Linked DNA regions of Hordeum vulgare: region 1 is linked to region 2. A link is a contact called in public Hi-C data. All regions are on one chromosome and are shown on one strand. Each heading gives the region's core, a stretch centred on a gene start, on an enhancer-like site or on the middle of the called end of the contact. The rest is flanking DNA. Distances are from core to core; before and after follow the strand shown.

Region 1 (2,700 bases), core at 18-2,517, 440 kb before region 2:
ATGAATGATATCACCAAGACCAATATTTATTGATTCATCCAATTAGAAGGCTAAAAAACTAGAAACACATCATAATACAATGGCTGAATTAAACATGCAAGGGAAATTCAGAATGTGTAACAGAGTGCATAATTGCATGCCTATGATTATAGCACCACCTTTTAATGATTTGAGAAGTGCCAAACAAAAGAACATTAGAAGTGCTTTTGTGCTTGACAAAAGAACATTGGAAGTGCAGAATGGAGACATTACTAAGAACATACAAAATGTACTCATCAATGACCTATGCATCCATGGCATTCAGGCATTGTGACTAAAATAGGCTACAATGTCAAGCTTAGTAACATACAAAAACGGTCCAATTTCCATTCAAACCACTCAAGGGTCTGGCAAAAATTCTTTGAGAGTTGGAGAACTGAGCATTCAAATTCAAACTAACGGGACAGGGAGCATCAAATACCTTAGACAGCATTATAACAAGGAAACTGTTCTCTGCAACCTTGTTAGCATCCAGAGTGGTATCATCCTTGAGAATTTTTCCTTGATATATGATCATCAGCTGATCCGCAGGGTACACATTCTGCCCCTGAGCACTCTCGATGATTCTCTTGACCTCACCCACCTGTGAAACGGAGCAAACCCTCGACAGGTTAGTACTAGTGAAGCAAAACATCAAGCATTGCAGGCCCAAACAATTTGGCTACAGCAGATAACAGAATTCCCAAAAAAATCCCGCACATATCGACTACTGCTGCTAACGAGCAGTATTCAACCGTTCAATTCAGAGCACCCAGTCGATGTAAAATTACAGGCATCGGCGCCCCAACAACCCCAATACCCAAGTCGGGCCCGATCCGCACCACGACATCCACCTGCCCCCATACACCAGCAGAGCCGAGCAGCGACTAAACCCTAGATTCAGATTTTCAGAAACGCGACATCGCCGCACGAGCGCCTAATCACGGTGCGAGGCCGCGCCCTAATCGCGCCGAGACGCACCGAATCAAGCCAATTGCCAGGGAATTGCGCCGAATCGCGCGCGATTGGAGAGGGGAAAGAGAGGGGAGAGGGATCGTACCGAGGACTCGGGGGTCGCCTCGATCTCGAAGCTTGTGCCCTTGAGGGTCTTCACGTTGAGCTTCATCTCGGCTTCCCTTCCAACCCACTCACTCGACTCTCGCGGTTATCCCTATCTGCGACTCTCGCTTCGCCTCGAGGGTTTTCGCCTTGACTTCGGACTCGCGAGGGAGGGGAGGACGACGGAGGCGCACGGGGGAAGTGAGTTTATAGGGGGAGGAAAAAAATCTGGAGCCGTAACCAAAAAGATATCCGATCAGATGGATGATGGAGGATGCGGTGTCCGGCTGCTGTCCCTGACGCGTGGGGCCTGGGCCAGGTTGCCAGTGGGAGGGCCACGGGTGTCTAATCGGTAGACCGACAGCGGGGTGCGAGGCGGTGGGCAGTTCGGCTGCTCCGCCGCGGCGTGTGGGCGGATCTGCGTGCGGAAGGGGTGGCGGATTACACGCGCCTGGGGTGCGGAAGAGCGGTTTGGTGTGGATTGAGCGGTGACGTGAGGGGGGTGCACTCGTGTGTTGGTAGGCGTACCGGATCCAGGAAGATACTTCCTTCGCGGGGAGGGAGATGGGCGGATGTGGAGTGCGAAAAGGTGGTTGTTGTGTTGGGTTGGAGAACAAGAAAAAGAAAGAAAATGAAAAAGCTATCTCGCGGACATCGGGTATTTGAGGATTCCAGCGAACGCGGGTTGCCGTGGGATGTGGCGCACGAATCTTGAAGCAGGTGTTGTTGCCACGTCGGATTTAAATGAGTGTTCGCTGAAACTGGCATTTGTGCGAACGGGGGACAACCTCTATCTCGGCTGACCTATTTCCCCTCTCCCACACGCCCCACTCCTCTCTCTCTCTCTCTCTCTCTTGCCTCCTCCTCGTCGGCGGGTGGTTCTCGAGGCCAGCCATAAATCGACAAAGGAACATAAGTTGTTAGAGCATATATCTTCATATGTAGTTTTGGTAATTGATGACAATTCCTATGGACTAATGGTTGCCTTAAGTTACATTTATAGGATTTGTCCATAGGCATTTTTTAAAGTTCATCTGTTGGGTTCAAGGAGTTTATATGATGACCAAGATGGTATTCAAGTTTATATAGGAATTATAGGATGCCCGGCTGGAGCGGATCGGACGGGTGCGCGTGCGTAGATCGGGACAACAGCGCGTACATCGGACGGACCTCCGGGTGGCGGATGTTTACTAAACATCCGCAGGTAGATGCGTAGCACCCCCTTTGACAACGTACAAGAGACAAACTCTATTTAGCCGATCTATCTTTTATTTTCTAGGTGCGACTATCTCTTTCCTTTAATTAGTTTAACCTGCCCACATGCACGTAAAATTCGTTGATGTCCTTTTTTTAGTGGGCTGCTACGCATCCGCCACCTGGAGGTCCGTCCGATGTACGTGCAGTCGTCCCAATCTACGCGCGTGCAGCCGTCCGATCCGCTTCAGTCGGGCACCATATAATTCCTGAAACGACGGTCGAGTTGCAGAAACTTTCATTCCTGAAACGACGGCCGAGTTGCAGAAACTTTCGCTTTGTTGCGAGAAATAAATTTTGTACCCGTTAATTCCTGAAACAACGGTCGAGTTTCAGAAACAATTTGCTTGTTGCAAAAATTTTGTTGCA
Region 2 (2,700 bases), core at 198-2,697:
AGCATTGCACGATCGGCAGCTACGCGACGCACGCCGTGGCGATGGCGACGGGCACGCCGCCTCCGGCGCCGTTGGCCCGCTTGACGAAGCGGCCCTTCATCCGCGGCCGCTTCTCGGCGTTGAGCTTGCGCACCTCGTACCGGATCTTCTTTGAGAAGAGCCGCGTCCGCCGCTTCTCCCGGTACCGCGACACCCGCGCCTCCCTGCCGCCGTCCATCCTCGGCCTCGGCGTCCCCAGCCCCTCCCCGCCATGGCCAACCACTCCTCCCATCATCCAAGCGCCCTCGTGCAGCGAGTAGTAGTCGTGCGGCCAGCAGTCATCGAGCTTCACGTTCGGCCTCTCGTCGTCGGCCCACGGCGAGCTCCCCCAGTTCTCCATGATGGCGTCGTAGTTTAGATTGAGCGCGAGGCTCCTCGGGGTGAACTGGGCGTCCGCACTGGCACCGCTGCTTCCCGCGTTCTCGTCCGGCGTCCCCTGAGGCGAGTCGTAGTGGTAGTCGAAGTCGATGTCGAACATATCGCCGGACACCTCCGGCTTCTGCTCGAGGCCGCACGCTCGCATGGGGTCGATCTCCAGCTTGACTCGCCCGCCCTCTACGTCCATCGGCTCGATGAGGCCCAATGCCTCCATGCAGAACGGTTCTTCCTCGTTGCCGTCGTCCATGCCAGGCCGGCCAAGAAGGGCCTCCATGTCCGCGGCGAACTCCATGAGCTCGGCGTCCGTGGGGCCCAAGTTTACGAGGCTGTCGGGGAAGAACTCAACCGCCGCCGGAGACGGCATCGCGGTTGTTGGCTTCGTCGGGTTCTCGAGGACGACACCATCCTCATTGCAGCATGACGCAACGGCCGCCGTCGCTTCCTCGAGAGACAGCGGCGAGCAGAGCTCCGCGAGGGCTGGATCGAAGATGGGCACGCGGTACAGAAGCTCCTCCTCGTCGGTCTCCACGTCACACTTGTGCTCTTCCGGCGATTCCCCGCCGGACGACTCCGGCACGACGAGCCGCCTCGAGAGAAGACGTCCGACGCCCTTGGCCTGAGAGCGCGGGGTCCGCGCCTTGCGCTTGAACCACGCCGGCACGACCTCGTCGCCGCGGCGCCTCTCCCGCGGGGCCAGCGGCGACGTAGGCCGCAGGCGCACCCGCTCATGCCTCCGCGCGAGAGGGTTCGCGGAGTGCACCGAGGTGTCGCACCCCTGGCACAGGAACGCGTCGTCCGCGGCGCAGTACCACCTCGCCCGCCGCCGCAGGCAGCCGTCGCACGCCCGCGCCGCCTTGCTCCCCATGGCGCCGTCCGCCGCGGCCTTCCCCGAGCAGCTCATCAAATGAAAACCAAAGCCGCGCTAGCGCACCAAACCAGCCAGCTACTCCGTTTCACCGCCGCGTCGCGCACTGGCTGCTTGCAGTCGTACTGTGTAGGTGCCAAATTAAATTTGCGGCGAAAATATCGCGGGTCTAGGTTTATAGCAGAAGGGGCGTAGCCGAGTAGGTGGCCCCCGGCTTGTACGTACGCTTTTCTTGTGGGACCGCGTCGTGTGTACTTTGCACTTTTGGTGCGTTTATCGGGCGAACCCGCGGGCCTTATCTGCGTTCTCATTGGCTGGTGGGGAGTATGCATCCAGCGAGAAGGCCTGTGATTGGCTCATGCTGGATTTCTGGTAGGCCCATTCCGTTTCCCAGAGGCTCTCGCGGTTGCTATGGTTTTGCTACGTCGCTGGCAGTGGGACCCGCTATGACCGAGAACGGAAAAGGTCATTCTCAGACTGACTGGCTTCTCTTGCATTCTTCCATACAAAAAGTTCTCTTCCATTAAAATTCACTGCCAACCTAAGGGGAAAATAAAAGTGTTCAGAAATTGACTCAGCAAGTCAAGTCAAACTAATAGTGGATCCCACCAGATAGAATGTGGCAAAACTCCAGAAGGGGTTAAAAAAAGTGGTACAAACTCGCGAAGTCAGTATTTTAGAAGGATTTCTATTAAATAAGGTAACCGTACTCCCTCCATTCCTTTATTTAATGTTACAAATTTAGATTACATGTATCAAGATAAAATTTAATGACTACTTTGTAAATCAGTTTTTCTTTTCGTCAACCAGAATCATTATTATGTTGCATGCATGCAAGGGAGAATTGAGAAAAAAATAACCAGTACGAGCAAATATCATTAATTTTATCACGAATACTGTTGGTGACCTTATATAGATGGGAAATATGTTTTTCATACTGTCCTTATATAAGGGAATAGAATGAGTTTCATAAACTAATATTTAGAGGTTACTACTACCGTTGGTTTAATTAATTAGTGTTTGGATCTACACCAAAGTGCAAATGGGCGCAAACATTAATATTTTTTCCAATTTCTAAAAATCAGCACAAAGATTGCAACATGCATCTTAGCCATCTCTACTTAGATCAATCGTGAATGATTGAAACACTTTCCCCTTTCTAGCTATGACCTGAATTATCAATCCAAAGACTATGCATTGCTGGTCCTAATATATGTGGTCCCCATCAGTGGCGAGTCTAGCATGGGACTGAAGGGTAGGCTCAAAACATCACTTTTCAACCCTAATTAGTAAATGCATTGTAATTAACATGTTGAGCACCTTCGTATAATTATTAAATAGTATATTTAGCTGAAATAGGAATTCTAGAGGGTAAGTTTCAGCCTATTGAAACCCCCCTAGTGGAATCGCCACTGGTC

The links. A called contact is a pair of places that touch in the nucleus more often than the background predicts.
Region 1: a Hi-C map of seedling shows a contact between it and region 2, with 4 times the contacts expected there. The contact joins the promoter of LOC123407404 here to the promoter of LOC123409306 in region 2. A contact is called at or near these places in 1 of 6 Hi-C or Micro-C datasets (seedling) and 1 of 1 datasets of contacts at active chromatin or transcription factors (embryo).

The regions. Positions count from the first base shown.
Region 1 is chr7H:114,814,656-114,817,355 of MorexV3_pseudomolecules_assembly, reverse strand. LOC123407404 (ubiquitin receptor RAD23d-like) reads right to left here and starts at 1,267. Exons shown (of 13, transcript XM_045100525.1): 1 at 1,079-1,267; 2 at 461-622. The coding sequence starts at 1,144.
Region 2 is chr7H:114,375,059-114,377,758 of MorexV3_pseudomolecules_assembly, reverse strand. LOC123409306 (zinc finger protein CONSTANS-LIKE 16-like) reads right to left here and starts at 1,447. Exons shown (of 1, transcript XM_045102243.1): 1 at 1-1,447. The coding sequence starts at 1,318. The coding sequence ends at 20.